3 separate regions of the Mus musculus genome follow, and regions 2 and 3 are each linked to region 1. The links are chromatin contacts, called in public promoter capture Hi-C maps. All regions are on one chromosome and are shown on one strand. Each heading gives the region's core, a stretch centred on a gene start, on an enhancer-like site or on the middle of the called end of the contact. The rest is flanking DNA. Distances are from core to core; before and after follow the strand shown. Region 1 holds the start of Tube1 (tubulin, epsilon 1). Region 2 has its middle 73 kb from the start of Hdac2. Region 3 overlaps Hdac2 (histone deacetylase 2).

Region 1 (2,802 bases), core at 208-2,707:
ACATTAAAAGACCCAGGCATATCTCAAATGTCAAAAGGATTCTAACATCTGTATCTTACACTAAACGAAAAGTAACACACATTGTGAGCAGTTTCCACCTCTTTCATTTCTGCATACTCTGAGGGCAAGTAATATGCAAAATAATCTTTCAAAACCTGGCCCCCGCTAGACTCATACCATAGTGGGCAGGCACCCTCAGTGAAAACGTCAGGTTTTCAAAGTTACTGGGAGTCCCTTTAAAGGTTCTTTTTGGCTTCTTACGGAAGTCTATCAAGGAAGCGCGCTGTTCTGCAGAATGGTATGAAAATGGGCTATGAGAATACGCTTTGATCAGAACAGCAGACACCGTCCTAGCTGGCAACTGTTTCCTTATCCTCTAAGATTCTGCTGACAGGGAAAGGAGGCGTCCTACCAAGCGGAGACAGACTCACCCACTTACCTGGTATCCACATTCCTGAAGAAGCTGCTTATAGCGTCGTCATAAATTCCTTTCTAGAAACAAAACAAACTATAGCATTTACGTTTATTTTCTCTAAAACCCTTTTAGCTGTAGCAACTCTACAACGCTGAAGGGGCTCTAAGAAAAAGAAACCTAGGTCGACTCTTCCAATTACATCTAAAGGTAAAATGCCAAGAGAACCCCTGACTAAGTTTAACAGTGATGAAAAAAGCACACCCTGTAGGATTATACAGCTGGTACTCCAAGTGGGAATTTCTTGGGATTCTTGGTCGTTTGATGTATTTACCTACTTTATAGTGCTTTCATCTATAGCATCTACTGTCTTTCAAAACAACAACAACAACAACAACAACAGGAGGAGGAGGAGGAGGAGGAGGAGGAGGAGGAGGAGGAGGAGGAGGAGGAGGAGACTGCTAAAGATCAGGGAAACTTAAGACCAAACTCCTGACAAGTGCCTTCTGCCTGTGACTTACAGCAACACGTTTAAAAAGAAACTAGCCACGACCGGTATGAGAAGATCCTATGCAATTTATGGTACTGATTAAAAAGCCCAAGTAATCTGGGCATGATAGTGGTAGTCCTGGGGATGCAGAGACAGATGGATCGCTGCAAATTCCAGAACATGATCTACACAGCAAGTCCCAGGTCAGCCAGGGCCCCGTAGCAGGATCCAAAGCACCCCTCCCCAAACCTCATGTGAACTCTGGCAGGCCCGGGTGACAGGCAGGAGGGGCGGGTACCTGGTTGACCGCTGCGTGCTCCCTCAGCGCCAGGTCCCAGAAGCAGCAGCCGATCTGGTTCCCGCACTGTCCGACTGCAGCCAGTAGCGAGGAAGAGAGAGAGGTGCATTAGGAAGGCAACCAGGTGACTGGCTCCGCAGCGACCCGGTCCCCGCGGACGGGGGTAGCTCACCCTGTACGACCACCGACTGGGTCATTCCGCCGGGAGGACCAGCAGGAGCACTCCCGCCCAAACTCCCGCCTTAGCTTTCGAGCTCAACGACGCCCTACGAGGGGCGGCCTTAAGTCACGTCGCTGCCGCAAGTAGCCAATGTCGTAATGCCCTTGTTTCTTTACGGCCAGGACTTCTGCGCAAGCACATTTGCGGCTAGCCGTTACCATAGCGACTGGGCCTCCGGCAGGTAAATCCTAGCTGCCCTGTCAACATCCTTGAGCATCTGCAGCTCCGGAGGCCCTGGTAACTGACGGGTAACTAGGTTTCAGAGAGGCATTTAAGATAAGGGACTTTAACTTTGATCACGGGCTTTGAGAGGCTCACAGCCTAAACAGCCAGGACAGTGGGTCCGATTTCTCAGGATGATGCCCGCTAGTGTCGTTATCTAACAGAAAACGAATGTGGAGGAACACAGAGACACCCCAGACAAATAGGCTTATCTGGGAACAAGGGAAGCTAGGTACACTCCGACCAAATACCACAGCTAAGTTCAGAGGCCAAAGCGATGCACTCTTCAAACTTAAGATTTCTGGATAATTCAAAACATCTACACAAATCCAACTTCCAACAGCCGGCAATGCCATTGAAGATACACTCGATGCACTCAAAAGATATGACCTAAAATATTACATGGCGCTGACAAGGAGAGCCATAATATTCAATGAACAAGGGTCTAGGAAAAGAAAAGATGGGTTAAAAGTTAAGGCGTTTGATTTGATGTATGAACAATGTAGACGAGATTTTTTAAAGGCAGGGGTGGGGCACGAAGTTCGAAAGGGGAAAAAAAGGTTATTTTTCAGAAATTGAATTTTTACTGGGCAAATTAAATGAGGCTTTAATTAAGAACTAAATTAAGAATTTAGGCTGGAGAGATGGCCCAGTCAGTAAAATGCTTGTCTCTGAAGCACGGGGACATAAATGCAGACCCCAGCACTTAACAAAAATCTGGGAGCCTGTAACTCTAGGCTTGGAAGGCTGGAGAAGGGAGATCCACAGAGTCTAGCTGAAACTGTGAGTGTCAGATTCAGGGCTCAATAGGAGACAATGTCTTACAAAGTAAGATGAAGGATAACTAAGGAAAACACTTCATGTTTCACATCTTGTTTCCATAAGTGTGCACACACACAAATCCCCTCACTAACTTTAATGCTTTAATGAAGTTAATATTTTCCACAGAAATTCTGAGAAACTACAAAACCTTTAATCTTCATTTAGCAAAAGTTAAATTATACTTGCTATTAATTTGTCATGATATGTAATATGATATATAACATGATAAGAGCCACAATAATTGATTGATTGGTTAGAATACCTTATTCAGCCGCCAGGATACAGCTTAGTTTGTTATTACACAGTTTTGAAAGATGTGAATTTTGACGTTGTAGTGG
Region 2 (2,700 bases), core at 49-2,548, 2.1 Mb after region 1:
CTGACCATAGCTAGCTGTGTTTGTAACTCAAATGCTGTAGGATCAGAGACAAGAGGACCCATGGGCTTGCAGGCTAGTCTGCATAGCTCCAAGCTCAGGGCAAGACCTTATCTCAACAATAAGGTGGAAGAGTGACACAGGATTGCACCCAAATTTAACTTCGGCAGACAGATTCCTGCCTTCCAGGAAAGCTGGGGCTACACAAAGAAACACTGTCTCAAACCCCACCCCCAAGTAAGAACAGCTTGAGAAAAAAGACCCATGGAAGTCAAATGGCTGCTCACTGGTGCAGAGCAGAAATAAATAGCCCAGGCTGGGATGAAAGTCTTAGATCCGTCAATAACGTAGGCCATTTCTGAGCTTCATGCCTCAAGATTCTCACTTCAGTAGATGAAATAATAGTGAGCTGAATATCGATAGTATCTGTATTGATACTCTAGTAGAGAAGAAACAGGTGATGAAGAATACATATTTAGCACAATGCCAGGCACAGCTGCTATTTGACTTACTCATTGTGATGACTACTGTTGCTGCTATTCTTATTATAACCTAGCCTTTTCTTCTACTTCCTTTATTTAATCAGTTAAGAAAAAATAAATCCTTCAACACAAAAGCTGGTTCCCTATCCTGGGCCCAGACCTTCCCCATCTTGACTGATAATCTATGTGTCTTGGTTCACAGCGTCTTTCTCCTCTAGACTTTGAATGTGTGCTGAAGGTAAGTCTGTGAAAACACTCAGCGTTCATACGATCCTGCAGCATGTCTGCTCCTAGAAACCAAATTTGGGAAACGTACTGAATTGCTAACAGCTTGACACAGAAATGAGGACTCCACAGGGCTTCACTAGGCGGTGCTTTCTAAATCTGCTGACGGGAAGGAAGAAAGTAGGTTGGAATGGAGATTGCATAATTTCTGGATCCCACTGACTTGAATTCATTTTGTGCTTGGATAAAACTGGTGTTTCCTCCCGGGAGGTTTTCAGTTTAGCAGGGGAAAAAAATACCTCTGTTTGGTGTGTTAGTCGACACTAGGAGCGGCCTTGCATTTTTGGGGAGAAATAACAGAATGTCACTACGCTTTCCAGAGGGAAAGAATGTCTGGCCCAAAGCCACAGCTAAGGGGTGTTCCTCAACCATAGGATCAATGACAGCATCTAGGAAGGCAGCCTTGGTGCCACTGGAAGGCTAAAGCGATGATTCCTCAGTGGGCAGTGTCTGCTGCCTGATGTGGCCAACAGATGGAGAGCAGCAGAAAACAGGAAAGCCAGTCCTGAAGTCAGAGGTTGGCTGGCCAGTGTTCAAGACAAAAAGTTGTCCTCCACAACCTTCCCAGGAAGCCCTCACCTAGGAAGTCCCTCCTTGGAAAGGTCTTAAGGCAATGGAACTTTTATTCTTTTCTTATTCAAGAAAGGAAAATACTGAAAAGAATTCTGTGCTCTTCAGAAAGTTTCCTGATAAAATTAGAAAACTGTAAAGAGTAAAAAAAGAAAAAATAAAAGTTTTGGATATTGATGTGGAACGTCTTTTGTTTCAGGCTCAGTCTTGTGGAGCACAGTGTTACAGAAGAGTACCCTGCCTGCTCAGCCGACTCTGCACCACATCCACATCTACACTCCATTCCTGGGCAGGAGAGCATCCTGCACTTCAGAGGCCACTTCAGAAGCCTCAGCTCTGCTCTTAGCATCATGCTTGTTTTAACTTGCTGAGCATTGCGCCAAGGCCAAACATATCACCCTCTTCGTGCTTGTTAAAGCCATCTGTATGAGGCTGTCATGAGGAGCTGGAGTAAAATAATAGTTTCCACATGTATTACTGTCTTCATTTTAGGTAAAAATATGGTTTCAAACTTTTTTTAATATAAAAAATCATGAAAAAATTAGAATTAGAGTGTAGATCTAATCTACTAATTTAAATTTATTTACCCAAGACTTTATGAGTACTAACATTATCTTGGGAAAAAATATTATAAAACTTAAGACAATTTAAAACTTATAAAATGCCTTTATGTAAAACTCTGAGTATATGTGTAAAAATCTGCAAAGGTTTGTGTTATAAATAAGAAAATAATTTAAATGGATTTAATACTACTGATTGTGGATCAGGCGGGGACAAATTATCAGCAGAACTTATTTTTAGTTTATATTCAGCTATATTTTCTATCTTGATAATTATAGAAAATATTACTTTATACTCAGTAAAAATTGACTCAAATAACGTCATATGTATACTTTTATTTTATTTGAGGCAGAGTCTCTGGCAGCCAATGCTAGTGTAGCTTGTGGAGATAAGGATGACCTTGAACTACTAGTTCTCCTGTCTCCACTTCCCAAATGCTTGGATTAATGATATGCACCATCATAACCAGCTATAGCAATAATCTTTAAGAAAACATTGTATGGGGGTTAGAGAGACTGATCTTCCAGAGGTCCTGAGTTCAATTTCCAGCAACCATATGGTGGCTCAAAATCACTGTAATGGGATCTGATGCTCTCTTCTAGTGTGTCTCAAGATAGCTATAATATACACATATACATAAAATAAATATTTTTTTAAATTTTTTAATCCTTTTGTACATTCCACTCTTCATCTCCTTCCCGGTCTGCCCCCTGACTGCTCCCCATCCCATACCTCCTCCCCCACCATACGTGTCCAAAAGGATGTTGCCACCCTAACAGACCTCCTCACTCTCTGGGGCATCAAG
Region 3 (2,700 bases), core at 183-2,682, 2.1 Mb after region 1:
GTTCCTATCTCCTTGGAGGCCTGAAATCCTTCCTCCTATTCCATAAAAGTCCCCAAGCTCCATCCACTGTTTGGCTGTGGGTATCTGCATCTGTCCTAGTCAGCTGCTGGGTGGAGCCTCTCAGAGGACAGCCACACTAGGCTCCGGTCTGCAAGTATAACAGAGTATCATTAAGTGTCAGGGACTGGTGCTGGCTCATGGGATGGGTCTTAAGTTGGGCCAGTTATTGGTTGGACAGGTTTCTTTTTTCAATTCACAATTTCCAATTTCTGAGTATTTGATTCAGTTCAAAAATAATTGCTTCATCCCAAGTGCACAGATTATGAATTTGGAAATAATTTATGAAATACCAGTCTTCCTGACACAAAGTGACACTGTTATTTTTCCTGAAGTAAGAAATAGCTGTTAGAGCCAGTAAGCACTGTGTAGATCTAGTGATGGTCTCTGACACTGACATTCCTTTTGGTATGTTCCAGTCTTAAGACCATCAAGTCATTGACTTGGAAACAAGCTTTCATAATAAACAGACAGAAAACGATCCAAGTACAATTTTTTAATAAAGATAATTACAAAAGATGGAAAAATCAGCTCAGAAAGGCCAATTGTTTCTTTAATAGATCCGGCTTTTGACATAATAACACATCAATTTAAATACAATCACATAAAGCATGGTGGAAAAAAAAATTTGCTTCATAATTAGAAAAACTCACAATAAAACTTGCCAAGAAAAACAAAAACAAGCCATTTTGAAAATAAATACAGTCCATGCCAAAACAGTATAAAATGAAGCCAATGTCCTCAAACAGGGAAGGTTTCTTATCCCAGAATCGTCTCACTTTTCGAGGTTCCTAAAGTTGGAGAGTCAAATTCAAGGGTTGCTGAGTTGTTCTGACTTGGCTCTGTTGAAAGAGGATCATGAAATATTAAAAGTAATAGTCTTGGTTTAGGAGCACTGACCTGGCTACTTGCACAGTCTTATAGATTCACACCAAGCTATTCACTGTTGTTGTTGTTGTTGTTTTTTCTTTTTTTTCTGAGCAATAAAAGCCTTAATCTTTCCAGTTGTTTTACAACTGAGCATTCTAAGTTATCCTTCAAAATTAGCAAACAACTGGGTGACCAAGCACACGTGCTTGCTTCTAACACAGACTCTCATTCTTCAGCCCAGAGTGACGATTTAAAAATCACTATGTAGCTTAGTGTGGATTTAAATTCATGGCAATCCTCTGGGCTCAGCCTCTCCAGTGGACTGAGATTATAGACTCAAGCCTCTTCACAGGTGTGGATAGCCCTGGGGCTTACTTATTATATTTGATGCTACTTCCTTCTCCAGTGAGGGCCTACAAACAAGCAATGAGTCAGCACTCAGGTTTACTTCCCATAAACCTGCTTCCCACCTAATTTGTAAAATAAAGGAGAGCTGATGATTGGGCAGATAAAGGGAAGGTGGAGAAGAAGGTGGGGAGAGAGAGGAGAAAATAGGGGAGGGTGAGGATGCAGAGGAGGGGGAAGAAGAAAAGTGGAGCAGAAGCACGTGGCCTGGAGAAACTGCAAGTTCTAAGGGCTCTCACAGTTGTTGACGATGGTAGTGTAGCGGTAGATCTGCCCATTCTAGGCACACAGCATGTATTCATATTAATTGAGTTGTGTTTCATTGCCAGGGCATATTTGGGTTGGAGATTTACCGCAACACTTCACCTACCTAGCCATACATGCATTCTGATAACAAAATTCTCCAATAGGCTTTCACTTAGCCCAATGTTTTTTCCTTAAACTAGCCTGTCTCCTAACATCAAAGTATTCTAAGCACAGTAATATGAGCATCATGAAAAACACGATTGCATACATAAAAGTTACCGGTCAAATAGCCTAAGCACGTTACCCACACGCAGACCTGCACTCATTGTATGTTCTCAGGCTGTGCCAGTATTTCTCAAGTATGCATGCCCCCGCCCAACCCCCAAGACATGCATGACGTCTACAGACACAAGCATCGCTCACCCTTTGGGGTCTGTTTTCTCACCACTATTGTCCTTGGATTTGTCTTCTTCCTTAACATCTAAAGACAGAAGAAAAATATTGATGTCTATTTTGAAATATAAGACACACAATATATATATGTATGTATATAGTGTATATATAATAAATGTTAAAAACAAAAAAATAATTTAGCTTCTTGCCTTTAGGATCACTTCCTTCTTACAGTGCAGACACAGTTCTCTAGAATGTGGGTCCCAAAGAATGAACAAACTCTCAGGTAAGAGGAAAGGGTATCTTCCAGGGAAAACTGTAAAAGGACTGAGGCACGGAAGCAGTGGTAAGACAGAAGGAGCTCAAGAGAACTGTGTCTGCACTGTAAGAAGGACGTGATCCTAAAGGCAAGAGGCTAGATTATGTTTTTTGTTTTTAACATTTATTTATTCAGAGTGTGTGTGTATGTTTGGGCATCCACACCATGACTTCCATAGGGAGGTCAAAAGACAGCTTGTAGAAGTCAGGAGTCTTCCTCCAACATGCAGATCATATGTAATCAGGCTTGGCAGCAAGCACCTTTACCTTGCTGGCCCACAATATCCCATTGTTCTAACCTTAAATTTTTAATTACTACTAAACTGAACTTCATAACTTAAATACAGTAATTAAAGTAAATGTCCCAGATTAGCCAGAGTATTTTCTCTGTGTAAATTAGTTATGAAGCAA

What was found. Promoter capture Hi-C pulls out the DNA fragments that hold promoters and counts their contacts.
Region 2: a promoter capture Hi-C map of liver shows a contact between it and region 1, with 7 times the contacts expected there. The contact joins the enhancer-like site here to the promoter of Tube1 in region 1. A contact is called at or near these places in 11 of 39 promoter capture datasets (the 3T3-L1 cell line, 3T3-L1-derived adipocytes, the SN4741 cell line and 7 more), 2 of 115 datasets of contacts at active chromatin or transcription factors (embryonic limb bud and forebrain) and 1 of 9 other capture datasets (pancreatic islet).
Region 3: a promoter capture Hi-C map of embryonic stem cells shows a contact between it and region 1, with 9 times the contacts expected there. The contact joins the enhancer-like site here to the promoter of Tube1 in region 1. A contact is called at or near these places in 16 of 39 promoter capture datasets (the 3T3-L1 cell line, 3T3-L1-derived adipocytes, the HPC-7 cell line and 10 more), 8 of 115 datasets of contacts at active chromatin or transcription factors (embryonic forebrain, embryonic limb bud, embryonic stem cells and 3 more) and 1 of 9 other capture datasets (adipose tissue).

What each region holds. Positions count from the first base shown.
Region 1 is chr10:39,132,678-39,135,479 of GRCm38.p6, reverse strand. Tube1 (tubulin, epsilon 1) reads right to left here and starts at 1,457. Exons shown (of 12, transcript NM_028006.2): 1 at 1,373-1,457; 2 at 1,201-1,274; 3 at 440-492. The coding sequence starts at 1,397. It overlaps Fam229b (family with sequence similarity 229, member B), which reads left to right and starts at 1,574. Exons shown (of 5, transcript NM_183254.2): 1 at 1,574-1,657.
Region 2 is chr10:37,046,174-37,048,873 of GRCm38.p6, reverse strand. No RefSeq gene overlaps it. Among named protein-coding and RNA genes, the nearest start is that of Hdac2, 73 kb to the right of the region's middle. Within about 2 kb of position 1,298, at least 58 of the 459 cell types and tissues checked have an H3K27ac peak or open chromatin away from gene starts, as enhancers often do.
Region 3 is chr10:36,999,728-37,002,427 of GRCm38.p6, reverse strand. Hdac2 (histone deacetylase 2) reads right to left here. Exons shown (of 14, transcript NM_008229.2): 13 at 2,002-2,059; 14 at 540-899. The coding sequence ends at 869. Among named protein-coding and RNA genes, the nearest start is that of Hdac2, 27 kb to the right of the region's middle. Within about 2 kb of position 1,432, at least 7 of the 459 cell types and tissues checked have an H3K27ac peak or open chromatin away from gene starts, as enhancers often do. A contact at or near this core is called in embryonic stem cells, where this site is marked.